2 separate regions of the Zea mays genome follow, and region 1 is linked to region 2. The links are chromatin contacts, called in public Hi-C maps. All regions are on one chromosome and are shown on one strand. Each heading gives the region's core, a stretch centred on a gene start, on an enhancer-like site or on the middle of the called end of the contact. The rest is flanking DNA. Distances are from core to core; before and after follow the strand shown.

Region 1 (6,479 bases), core at 1,974-4,473, 780 kb after region 2:
CGACTTCGAGCAGCATGCATTATCTGAAGAACAGATGAAGGATCTGATCTACCAAGAGGCTCTTGCATTCAACCCAGATTACCAGTAGCCAAAGTTCGGTTCCAGCCGGGTGATTGCCTTCATTGACATGGAGATTTTTATCCCACCTGATGTCACTGCAAAAAGTCCCCAACTCCGATTGCTAGCTGTAAATAATTGCCTTCCCCGAAGACCCCCCATTCCTTCCTTGATTAAAAAAAAGCAGGAGACGGTGCCATTCAAGGGTAGAAAAGAGCGAGCTTGTGAAGGTCAAATTTCTGCGCAGCTATGGATTCTTGTGCTTACAATATGTTGTTTTTAATCAGGCTTTCCTTTCTTTTTCTTCTTAAGTACTTCTCGGTGTTGTCTGTAAGAGAGGTAGCTCATGAACGATGGCTGCCTGAATTCAGTGGCTGTCGTCAAAGTTAACAGTTCTAGTCGACTTAAGAATTCTTGTTTTATCTACTTCATTGTTTATATAAAAGGACCTGTATCTCCGACGTTGCCTGCGAGAACAATGGCTGAGTGAGACCCTGTGGTTGCGATTGGGCATCAGGTTTCATTCAGCCTGGGGTCAGGGTTACCTAGCCGGCGATTTGTTGTTCCCAGACTAGCCTAAATCGCGTTGACATCGTCACCCGATTGGGTATGAGCCATCGGTATCCTATATGACAATTTATGTTAGCATGTATCAACTCTGAATGATATTGGAGAATCATATTGATCCAGTGAACGATGTGAGGGCCGTAGATAAGAGGAAATGTAAGGTCTATTCAAATGCCATTAGTGTGACAAATAAGGGTGTATTTGGTTCAGCTTCTTGAACCAAATAAAGTCTACAACGCCTTCTTCACAAAAGCACAGAGGATGAGGAAGCCAGCACAAGGCGAAGGCAGAGCAGGTCAGGACCAAGACACCACCAACAGCAGATGCAACAGCAGACGAGTCAGTATATATACACCACCAACATACCAGCCTCCATTAGTAGATACAGCAGCAACAAACCAGCTAGTAGGTACAATAGGAGATACAACTCAAACACCACATCCTCCAGTAGTAGAAGAGGCTGCACCAGCTGATCAGCCTGAAACAGACAAACAGTAGAACAGGATGCATCAGCTGAACAAGCAATAGTAGAACAGCCTGAAGAAAATGTACAAGAAGCTTCACCTGAGCATGTAGCACAAGAGGAGCATCAACAACCATCTCAAGCACACAAGGCACCAGGCCAACAGGCCATCCCAGCTACGCCTCTAACCCCACCACACTCACCAACAACAGTTCCAGCAATTTCAGACGATCCTCGGTAATAATTACAAAGCTACCCAGTAACAACTACAGTTTGCCTCCGTCCACAAATGTTGGTCGCTAGGTATTTGTGTCAGTCAAAATTTCTTAAGTTCGACTAGATTTATAAAATATATTAGTAACATTTGTATCTTCGAATAATTGTACTATAAAAATAGATTTAAAGATCTATCTAATGATACTAATTATGTACTATAAATATTAATAATTTCTTATATAAATATGATCAAAGTTAAAAATAGTTGACTCCTCGATAATAGTATCTATGTAATGATACTAATTGTGGACGGAGGGGAGTATAAAATATTTAGTAATACTTATAAAATGTCCAGTAATTAATATAAAGTGTTCAGTAATAAGTGCATTATGATCAGTAATAAATTTTAAACGTCCAATAATAACTATATAGTTCGAGTCATTACACCACATCGTCTTCTGTTAATGATTCGTTTTGGTCATCATCTGAAGTTGCACAACTTTTCACACGACCTGTCCCTTTAGGCCTACCTCTCTGTCTTTTGATTACATATTTTTTGTGATCGTTCACACATGTTGATGCATTTGCCCCTAGTCATATAGGCCATATTTCCCGTACTTTCTTCTTTTCTTCTGCAATGCAGCTGGGGAATATTTTCTTCACCTGGCAAAAAATTCTTCCTGTCGCCTTTTGTTGTCAATACTGGTGGCACGGACGCTGAGACGATAATATCATCTTCTCTGTTTGACATAGCGTGAGTCTAGTTCACAGTACTTGGTATATGGTCTTCCAGAATAACGTCTGGTGGTATAACTTTCAGTACCACGGGTGCATCTTATATCATCCTTCTAGCTCTATGTATTGCCTGTTTTGTTAAGCAAATGAAAATCGAGGTAGTCAATAATAATTATAGACAGTCAGATAGTCAGCGACTAACTCCAGTAGCTTTTCTATACCCTAATGATATTCAAACTATATTCTACAAACAATACAATGTACAGTGCAAAACAGTGTTTTGGGTGACCATATACCATATGCGTGCAATGTATACATCCATATGGTCACCAAAACATTGTTTTACACTATACATTACACTGTCTGTAGAGTGTGGTTTGAATATGTCATATGGGTAAACTGATGGAGGTAGTCTAACCTACCACATCGCCTGTGAAGAGCTTCGGGTTCTCGCTGGGATCCCTTCTGCCACCTACCGCCCTCGCCAGCGTCGACGACCCCATCGCCATATCCTATTTAGGCTTTTGAATTTAAAAATGATTTAGAGCCTAACTGTGTAGTGGCTAGAAAATAAGCTATAGGCTCACGAGCCAGCTTAAACTCAGAGCGACTCGCGAGCCTCGAATAAACCGATTCGAGCCTAATTTTTGGGCTCGTCGTTGAAGCGAGCTGAGCCAACTCGCGAGCCGCGTCAACTGTGCTGAATTAATCAATTTGCGTAATCATAATAGATTATCGGTTCATTTTTTAATCTGAATTAATCAATTTGCGTAATCATAATAGATTATCGGTTCATTTTTTAATCTTTAATGATGGATATATAACAATTAAAATTTTAGATCGTCATAATATTGAATAATGATTCTATATTTCATATTTAAATACTATTAGTTTAATACATAATACAATTATATTTATTATGGTGTGCAATATCGAGCCGAAGTAAGACTCATCTTTAAGCTCGTGCAATGAGCGAGCTAGCTGGCTAGCTCATGAGTCATAATGGAGCCAAACGGAGCATCACGCATCCTTAAACTCATGCAATAAGTGAGCCGAGTCGAACCGAGATCCGTCACCAATTGAGCCGAGCTTGGCTCACCTTATTTCCAGCCATATCTCCAACAGACTCACTATCTTATTTCCTATTTTAAACTTTACTCCAACAGACTCACTATCTTGTTTGCTATTTTAAACTTTACTCCGTTACACTGTAAATCATTACGTCTGTTTACATGGAGGTGCTGGCTAGTCCAAACCCTAGAGCCGTGAGAGCTGTGTGCCCATGGTAGAGCTGAAGTGCGTGCGTCTGCGAGACTTCTCGACTCGACTTCTCCTAGAGTGAGAGGATTCCATGACCATCTGCTGCTGCTGTCAGTCTCAGCCAGCGGAACAGCTAGTCTGAAAAATACGTCGATGCGGATAGGATAAGATAATTATTATATACAGACAAAAAGGGTAAAAAAAGAGACAGAGCTGTCGTCCAGTAGTATATCACTTCGCTGTGCAGCTTCCCGTGTCTCTCGTCCCAACTCCGCCGGTCCGCCCGCCCCTTCACCCGCAGGCCACACACATCCCCCTTCTCCTCCCCCCCGCCCGCGCAGCGCAAGGGAAAGGAAAAAGGGATCGACGACTTTGCCGGACGCGGCGGCGCATCCCCCATCCCGTCCGACCCCCCATCGCCGCGTCGCACCGCATGGCTGAGGACGACGCGGCGGCAGCGGCGGGCTCCCCCATCCTGGACCTGCCAGAGCCGCTGCTGCTCCACATCCTGGGCTTCCTCACCGACGCGCGGTCGCGGCACCGCGCCGCGCTGGCGTGCCGCCGGCTCCTCGCGGCGGAGCGGGCCACACGGGCCGCGCTGTCGCTGCGCGGGGACCCACGGTCGCCCGCGTTCCTCTTCCTCAGGCCGGCGTTCTGCTTCCCGGCGCTGGAGCGGCTCGACCTCTCGCTGGCGTCCCCGTGGGGCCACCCGTTCCTCTCCTCCGCGGCGCCGTCGGCCGACGCCGTCGCGCCGTCCGTGACGCCGCAGCAGGTCGCGGAGCAGAACGAGCTGGTCGCGGCGCGCCTCGCCTACTGCTTCCCCGCCGTGTCCTCGCTCGCCGTCTACTGCCGCGACCCCACCACGCTCGTCAGCCTCACCCCGCACTGGAGGTCCCGCCTCCGCAGCGTCAAGCTCGTGCGCTGGCACCAGCGCCCGCCGGGCCTCGACGCCGGCGCGGATCTCGAGCCGCTCCTCGGGGACTGCCCAGCGCTCAGGGCGCTCGACCTCTCCGAGTTCTACTGCTGGACGGAGGACATCGGGCCGGCGCTCGCAGCGCACCCGGCAGCAGCCGCGGCGCTCACCGAGCTCGACCTCGGCCTCGCGGGCGCCACGGACGGGTTCCACGCCACCGAGCTGGGAGCCATCGCGGGATCCTGCCCCAATCTCCGCAAGCTCGTGGCGCCCTGCGTGTTCAACCCTCGGTACGTTGACTTCGTCAGCGACGACGCGCTTTACGCCATCGCCACCAGCTGCCCCAAGCTGGCGACGCTGCGGCTCCGGGAACCTTTTGAGCCGGCAGCTACGGGCCAACGAGAGGACGCGGCCGTCACCGTTGCAGGGCTGGTCTCCTTCTTCGCCGCGCTACCGGCGCTGGAGGATTTCACGCTTGACCTGCGGCATAATGTGCTGGAGACGGCGCCGGCGATGGAGGCGCTTGCCCGCAGATGCCCACGGATCAAGTTCCTGACTCTGGGGGGCTTCCAGGGGCTGTGCAGGGCTTCATGGCTGCATCTCGACGGCGTTGCTGTGTGCGGTTCGCTGGAGTCGCTATGCATCAAGGCCTGTTCGGATCTCACTGATGCCAGCCTTGCTGCCATAGGTCGTGGGTGCGGGAGGCTTGTGAAGTTCGCCATCCACGGCTGTGATCTTGTCACGTCAGCTGGGGTCAGGAAGCTAGCAACAGCGCTTCGGCCCACGATCAAACAAGTCAGTATCTTGCAATGCCGGCGTCTGCACACAGCAGCATGCCTCGCTGCTCTAAGTCCGATCCGTGATCGCGTTGAGAGTCTTGAGATCAGCTGCGTCTGGGAGGAAGTTGAACAGCCAGAGAGTGTGGCCAACGGCACAACTGGATGCGATCATGAAGATGATGATCTCGGTGGTGAAGAAATCTCATATGAGTCCGCATCGAAGAAATGTAGGTACATGGAATTGGATGATCTAGTCAGCTGGGAGATGCTGCGCTCACTCACCCTCTGGTTCCCTGCCGGTGAGGTACTCTCCCCACTCATCTCTGCTGGGCTTGATAGCTGCCCTAATCTAGAGGAGATCTCAATCAAAGTGGAGGGTGATTGCCGGACATGTGCACGCCCTGGCCCATTCTTTGGACTAAGTGATCTTGCAGGCTTCCCAGTACTGTCCAAGATGAAACTGGATCTGAGTGAGGCAGTTGGCTATGCTCTCACTGCACCAGCAGGTCAGATGGATCTCTCTCTGTGGGAGCGGTTCTATTTGCAAGGCATAGATTCACTGATGACCCTGTACGAGCTGGATTACTGGCCTCCCCAAGACAAGGAAGTGAATCAGCGTAGCCTGACACTGCCCGCCGTGGGACTGCTCCAGGGCTGCGTTGGACTCAGGAAGCTCTTCGTCCATGGCACCACACACGAGCATTTCCTGACCTTTTTCTTGAAGGTGCCGAATCTGAGGGACATGCAGTTGCGGGAGGACTACTATCCCGCGCCAGAGAGTGATATGATGAACACGGAAATGCGAGCTGAGTCTTGGCTCCGGTTCGAGATGCAGCTGAACAACAGGCTAATTGAGGATTGATGGTGAAGTTGGTTGATGGGAGGGACTGAGCCAAGTGGAGTCGATGCGGGGATGGTGCCGTGCGATCGATGGTCACGGAAGTTGCAAGGATAGCTGGTGTGCTTCTGTTGGAGCAGAGTAGAACACAATGCTTTGTCCATCCAACAAATATCGGTGATCCTTTTCTAGTTTTTTTTAATAAGGATCCATAATAAGTAAGAGAACTGATGCAGAATCCAGATATTCGCAAGAGTTGCGACGGCAAACTAGGATTCGAGTTCGAGGGATTTTTGCAGGGATGCTTTTTTTTCTCCTTTTTTTTTGAGCTGAGTCCAGAAGAAACCGGCCGGATAAAGTGGGCATTGATCTTGCGAACTGTAACGATTGACGTGGGTTCTGTAAAGAGAAATAAAAGAAATGTCATTTAGCTGTTTTTCTTATGCTCTAGTTTCCGAGTGCTATCATAAAGAGATGCTAAAAATATATCTCCGGCCTCCGGATACTCGTGTCAGGATAGGATAACATCCTCGGTCGCTAGGTCAATCTATCAGCGAGCATAGGGAAAAATACCTCAACTCGAAGAGAAAAAAAAAACATCTAGCCTGAAAGCACGCACTCCGGACGAATTCCGCGGCACTGAGTCCAGAG
Region 2 (7,280 bases), core at 2,986-5,485:
AATTTTTGATCCGGAGAGTGGCGACCGTTTGCACATTGAGCTAGCTAAATCAACTTCACGCAGACCTCGTGGAGGTGCCTTAAATGCCATTACAAACTTTATTATTAGATTTTCCTGCCTGTTTGATCGTTATTTAATGTTTGCATGCTACCATACTAATTATTTATTTAATGTATCATGCAACCATGTCGATTCTAATCATTTGATGGTAATTTTTACCTTAGGTGTCGAAGGCTACCGAGTTATTGACAAACGGGCTAACAAAACAGAAGGAAATGCTGACCATGAAAACGTTGGTGATGAAGATGATGACGAAGTATGGGGGGAAGATGAGGATGGAGGCAATGACAATAATGGTCAGCTTTATTACTTGATATATTTATGAATCACCTTCTTGTTTTTGTTAAATGAGGTTACATGAAATGGCGCTTATGTGGTAGAAACCCAGTCGCAACATTCTAATCTTGTTAATAGGGCACTGGGAAATCTTAATAATGCATATATACAACTATCCAATCACAATGATGCGATTAAACTCTGAAACTTTGTTGCTTTATGGTATGGTAATGAAAATATGAAATTCAGGCATACCTTCTTTTCAGAAAATATATAAATCTAGCCCATTGATACATAAACATGGCTGCAACTATCTGTAGTTTTTTAATTTAAACCCACTTTGTATTTTCCTTTTTCCTTTCTCCTATTGCAGTTTCGGTTTGTTGATGACTTTGATGAAACCTCATCCATTGTTTTTTATTATGAAAATTTCCATGTTGATTAAACATTGTAACTAGGACTGAATTAGGATTGACATAGCACCTAATTAGGGGGTAGCAACTTTCTCACTCATTTAATGAAACAAATGTAGTCTAGGTTTTCTAATGGCACTATAACTACTTCATAGCATAAACCTCACCTGCACATTTTTGTTGGCACCAAACGTGTAGGTGATGGAGGATCAGATGAGCCATCGGGCACAGAAAATGAAAATCCCAGTGATAAGAATGAATTGCCTACGGATCAGAGGTTGGCACACAATTCATGTTACAAATAGCTGGAGACGATGCCCTTTCTTTATCTTTTATCTTAATAAAATATCAAAGCATCTTTTCTTGTGTTATCAACTTTTCATGGGTCTTCTAGTGGTTTATCACGAATAACATTTCTTTTAATGGGCAGTGATCAACCAGGGCACAAGCAGCAGAATGGGCAATCTCTCTCAAATGTGAGTTTATTGTTATGGTTTCACTTCATGTATTTATACCTACATCATAGTTGTAATAACTAATGACAGCACACACTGTTGCAAGCCTATGAAACATTGTAAGTAGCTGCCAATTTTTCATTAGATTGTTACTTGAACGACATGCATTTGTGCATTGTGCTGGTAGGGGCTACTAATTTTAATAATACCTAGAGGACCCTTGCCAAACTATTCTTGAAATGGGATATATCTGCATGTCTTGTCTCAATAATCATCTAGTATCTTGACTTACCCACCAATCAAACTAGTGGGCAGATTTTTTAGAAGTTTTTTGTTTCTTAGTTAAAGCTTGCTCGACATGTACAAAGCTTGATAATATGGCATGTTTGGTGTAGGAAGGACGAGACAAATCTTCAAGTGATATACCACCTTGCTCTACTATCTTCATTGCAAATTTGGGACATACATGCACAGAGGACGAACTCAAGGAAGTTTTATCCAAGTATGATGTGTGGATTCTTCTAATTTGCTTTTGAAGTGGATCCATAGTAATGAAACTGCTCATTGTTGTTCTATATTGTCAGGGAACCTGGATTTCATGTCCTTAAAATGCGTCGCCGTGGTGGAATGCCTGTAGCTTTTGCTGATTTTACGGTATACCTACCTATCTATACCTTTATCGATTTAACTAGTGACTTGAACTACTGCTGTTATGTGGTCTAAAAAGTAAAAAATGTTGTATCTTGAACTACTCCCAGTTAATGAAGTTTCTGAAGATCACTTAGTAAGTTTTAAGCCAATGCAAAATGCTAGTTCTATTAGCATGAATAAATAAGTGCAATATTTTTACAAGGCTAGAAGGAATGCAGTTTTTTAGGCCATTCTCAATGCAAGTTTCATGAGAGATTTTATTTTATTAATTAGTATGCCACATAGGATTTTTGATAACATGGCACTATTTATTATAAATTAGTCGAAACTAGTTTCATCACCATGAAACTATGCCAACCCGTGTCCAAGGTATTGGAAAGCGTGTGAGACCACCATTGAGAGCAATTTATTTCATTTCCATCTATTTCACCTATTCATATTGGTTATTTAGATGCAACGTTAAAGTCATATGTTAGTCTATGAAATTGTGTCATGAAACTCTTCATTGAGGGTATATTTCATCTTATTTTTGTTGACTTGGCAATATTGAAAATGGTGTGATGAAACTATCACCGAGAATGACCTTAGAGCGACGCATCATCATTTCAGCATAGTTTTTTTTATTTTTACTTTTTTACCAAGAGCCTGAGACAGGTGCTTGCAATCTGCAGGATATTGAATCGTCTACCGCTGCTATGAATAGACTCCAAGGCACTGTACTGGCATCTTCTGATAACGATGGATTGCACATTGAGTATCCTCAGAATTACTTGCTTTTGTTTCAATATTTCTGTTTGTTCGAGCATCCCCTTGAAACGACGTCAAATGGTCTAGTAAGTTTTATCGGAAAAGCCAGGAGTACCAAATGCATCTCTTAGTACAAGTTAGTTTCTCTTTTGGGTTTCGTAATCTCGTAGTACAAGTTAGTTTCTCCCTTTTGGGTTTCGAACAAAGTTGGGTTTATTGGTCTGCCATTTCCGTGGTGTTCACCTTGTGAGTTTTAAAGATCGTTTTGCATTTGCCATGATGAAATGTTACCCAAATGTTGGTTCCTCGCTTCAAAGATAAACGCAATTGTTTGATTTTGGGTAGGTTAGGCTCAACATGTCGTGTCCGGTATTTATGCAACTGAGGAGGCTAGAATCGCTGTCGCCGTTGTGCGTCACTGTTGAGAATTACTCCTGGCTTATCACAACGTGCTGTACAATTTATTCCATTGATTCGACATCAGGCGCTGTTATATGGCCTTGTTTCCTTTAACTCCAGCAAACAGGTACGCAAGGTCGAAGATGAGGAAAAGCTAAGTTGTTGGACTGCAAGGATTGGCAGTGTCATCTCCTGTCTGTCTTCCTGGAGGCTACCAGTAGGCATCCCTGCACACGTAGCTGCGTGTAGCTGCTTGCTAAGCGTGAGAATCCAGAACGGTGCTAATTGTCCTGTATGCCATTATACAATACTCCCTCTTTTAAATCATGAGATACTCTCTTCGTTTCAAATTCAAATTACAGCCCGTTTGGATAATTGGAATTGAATTCTATTCTAATAATAGTAATTTAGTCACATATCAATTAAGCTAATACGGTTTTATACAAAATATATTTATATATTATTATTAGTAAGATATTAGAAATATTTGTGTTATGTTTTACTAAAGACGAGTGAGCTGAAAAGCGTCCTGTAAATTGTAGAGTGAAAATATATTGTACTGATATATAAAATTATTTTTCATCCTCTATATAGGTTTATATCTAAACTTTAGAAAGTGACGGAATATTAAATTTCAAATTAAAGAGGTTACTTTATTAAATAAATTCTAATTTCTTAAGATCAAAACGCCTCATTATAAGATTTCTCGGCACTTCAAAGTACATATATCTAAAAAAACAAAAGAACCAAAAGTTCTTCTAATCTGAAATGGAGAGAGCATTTACTGGTACCGAGACATCCATTCTGGAATCTGCTATGATCAGCGATGATCTGTACGGCATCCTAGAGTTTCACATGGATCCAACACGGGACCAGAATTCATCAGATCTTTGCCTATGATCAAGAGAAGTCAAAACCAACAACTGTTTGGTCCTGACTACGTACCTTTCCGTCTTCTGATCGCCCGGTATTGTTTCCTTCTTTTGTTCTCGAAAGATTTATCGCCCGGTACTGTCGAACGGCTCAGAGGCGTACACGGAAGTGGTCGAACTCGCTGCAGGGTCCCGCACCCTGCGTAGAAGTCTTTTTTCCCAATGTATCCTCCATTCGACGCCGGGAACATGGTGCCGCCGCCTCCCGAGTCCCGCCGAACTGCCAAGCGCGAACGCTTCCCGTCCTCTTTAAAGCCAGGTGTCGTCCAGTCCAAGTGCTTGCTCCCAACCATTTCTGCGCGTGCGCCTCCACCGCCAGAACCCCGAAGAAGAGCATCCCCCTCCTTGGAGATTTTCAGTAACCGTTCCTGCTCGACGCCGACGGCATGCCGACCGAGCGCGTCGATGTCGCGGTCTCCTCACGGACGCTGCTGCGGGCGTCCGACCCGCCTCCGGACTTCCCCGCGGTGCTCCAGGCGTCCAACCTCGACCTCATCCTCGGTTCCTTCCACATCTACCTCATCGCCATGTACCCCGCCCCGGCCGCGGGCTTCCCCGCCGTGGTAGCTGCCGCGCGGGACGCCATGCCCGCTTTCCTCTCTCGCTTCTTCCCTTTCGCTGGCCGCGTCGTCGCCAACGCCGACACCGGCGTGCCCGAGATCGCGTGCGACAACACCGGCGCGGAGCTCGTGGTGGCGCGCGCTGGGGTGAGGCTCGCGGACGTCGACTTCGCGGACGCCGACCGCTCGCTGGGCCGCATCGCGGTGCCGTTCCAGCAGGACCTCGCGCTGTCGCTGCAGCTGGTGCGGTTCGCGTGCGGCGGGTTCGCGCTGTCGTGGGGGACCAACCACCTGCTCGTGGACGGCCACGGTCTGACGGCGCTGCCCAGCGCGTGGGCGGAGCTGCTCCGCACCGGCGGCCTCTCGTGGGAGCCTCACCACGAGCGGGCCTCGCTCTTCCGGCCGCGGGACCCGCCGCGGTACAGCGCGTCGCTGGACGCCGAGTTCACGCGGTACGCGCCGGCGGGCCTCCCGAACTCGCTCCTGACGGCCACGCTCGTGCGCCGCAACTACGTGGTGTCCGCCGCGGACGTGGACCGGCTCCGCGCCGCGGCCAGCACCCCCGCGCGCCGCGCCACGCGGCTCGAGGCGCTGTCGGCGCACGTGTGGAAGCTGCTCGCGGCGGCCGTGGGCGGGCTCGACGCGCACTGCCGCATGGCGTGGCTCGTGGACGGCAGGCCGCGCCTGGACGCCGCCAGGTACGACGGGGCCACCGTGCGGCGCTACCTCGGCAACGTGTTGACGTACGCGTCGCGGGAGGCGGCCGTGGAGGCCGTGTCGTCGTCCCCGCTGGCCGACGTGGCGGCCATGGCGGGCGCGGCCATCGCGGAGGTGTTCCGGTGGGAGCGGTACGAGGAGCTGGTGGACTGGATGGAGGTGCACAAGGGGGTGTTCCGGGAGGGCGGCAAGTGGACGGAGGTGGTGGGCACCGGCATGGGGAGCCCCGCGCTGGTGGTCTCTACGTTCGTGCCGTTCCGCGTGGAGGGGGACTTTGGGTTCGGCCGGCCGCGGTTGGTGTTTCCGTGGGTGCGCCCGGGGCGGCTGGGTTCCGCGGCCATGACGGTGTCACGGAGCCCGCGGGAGGACGGGTCGTGGCTCATCACCGCCAGGATGTGGCCGCGACTTGCCGACGCCGTGGACGCGGACCCGGACGCCGTGCTCAAGCCGGCCACCGCCGCGCGGCTCGGGTTCGGCGCGCCCGATCCGGCAGACGTGATGCAGCATGCTACCAGTCGCATGTGAGTCATAGAGTGGTTTGCCGTGCGCGAGCCGCGAGGCGAGCCGGTGGGCCTCAGCCCTCAGACTCAGGGTGGCACGGGCGGACAGAACAGCGCCCCTGTGGGCCTGCGTATGACATGGCGGCATGGCGCTGACGGGAGTTTCATGTGCGCCCATCGATCTGGTACAGTTTTGTACATTTTTTATCGGCACGATCCAAGAAAATATTTTGGACATTCACAGTAGCTCTCTCTCTCTTGACTGGAGATAACGAAGATGGTGGGACCGTGGGAGTAGCAGTGAGCGATTGAATCTGTTGGTGTCTTTTTGATCGTCAATCACTGCATGAAAACTGACGGCTCTGCTCGCTGCAGAGGCGTGGACGGTCCGCGAACTGGGACATAGCTAAGGGTTTCCTGCCTGACGACCAGACGGTCCGCGCGTGTGCAGGGACGGCGGAAGTCGCCGGCGGCACCTGGATATCGCTCTCGGGAGAGACCCCGTCGGGGAGGAGAGATCCTAGGTGTTGTCTAGACTCGGCAGGCCGACCTAGACTCCTCTAATCGACATAGAGTCGAAGAGAAGCAGAAAATTTGGGAATTAGAGGGCTAAACTAGAACTAGACTAGAACTACTTCTAAATGTACAAGAAATAAATGCGAGATAAATTGTTTATTGATTCGATTGATGATTTCAAATCGGCTGTATTCCTCTGTATTTATAGAGGAGGGGGCTGGACTCATTACAAACAAACTTCTCGAGATAATTTCGTGTATCTATCCAACAAAAGCAGCAAGAAACTTGGAACCCTAATCGGCTCGGCGCGCGCGCGGAACGTCCGGCCCAGGGCCGGACCGTCCGGCCGGTCCGGCCCTCTATTTGGTACTCAACATATGCCCCCTGTCTTTTGGTGGAGTTGAGCGAACCAAAAGCAACTAACTCGATGTGATCACATCGGTTTTCTTAAGCATCTTGCCACATACTAGGATGGTACTGCTTGAGGAAACGTCCATTCAAAGCCTTGGTCAAATCTTTGCCTTGCAATGTTTGCAGTAAATAGGCGTTACCAGATATTACTTGTGTTACTTTGTATGGACCCTCCCAGCTTGGCGATCACTTCCCAAACTTCTGGTCTTTGTTTCTTAGAGGCAAGATGGTCTTCCACACAAGGTCCCTACCTGAAATGATTTAGCTTTGACCTTCTTGTTGTAGACCTTGGCTACCATGATCTTGTCCTTTTCTATCTCTCCTAAGGCCGCCACTCTTTTATCGGTCACCTCATCAACACTGTCCATCATCAAATTATAATAATCACCAACAGTTAAGTCATTTTGCCTGGCGATCCTGACAGCATTCAAACTTATCTCCACGGGTAAAACTGCTTCCTGCCCATAGACAAGCTCAAATGGAGAAACTTTAGTAGCACAGTGTTTAGATATTCTGTGAGCCCACAAAGCTTCGGACAAAATCTTGTGCCAATACTTAGGATTATTATATATCTTCTTTTTTATCAAGTTAGTCAATGTTTTATTACTAGACTCGACCTGTCCATTGGCCTGAGCATAATACG

Evidence for each region. Hi-C and Micro-C count contacts between places; a contact is called where the count stands out from the background.
Region 1: a contact with region 2 is called in a Hi-C map of tassel, with 3 times the contacts expected there. The contact joins the promoter of LOC103631147 here to the promoter of LOC100191750 in region 2. A contact is called at or near these places in 2 of 25 Hi-C or Micro-C datasets (ear and tassel).

The regions. Positions count from the first base shown.
Region 1 is chr6:83,995,461-84,001,939 of Zm-B73-REFERENCE-NAM-5.0, forward strand. LOC103631147 (F-box/LRR-repeat MAX2 homolog) reads left to right here and starts at 3,224. Exons shown (of 1, transcript XM_020539294.3): 1 at 3,224-6,271. The coding sequence starts at 3,732. The coding sequence ends at 5,852. LOC100286386 reads left to right here. Exons shown (of 6, transcript NM_001159273.2): 6 at 1-518. The coding sequence ends at 88.
Region 2 is chr6:83,210,508-83,217,787 of Zm-B73-REFERENCE-NAM-5.0, forward strand. LOC100191750 (transferase) reads left to right here and starts at 4,236. Exons shown (of 1, transcript NM_001137177.1): 1 at 4,236-6,025. The coding sequence starts at 4,320. The coding sequence ends at 5,735. It overlaps LOC100217110, which reads left to right. Exons shown (of 10, transcript NM_001143479.1): 3 at 1-74; 4 at 225-356; 5 at 948-1,026; 6 at 1,180-1,225; 7 at 1,600-1,706; 8 at 1,789-1,858; 9 at 2,527-2,609; 10 at 3,129-3,374. The coding sequence ends at 3,159.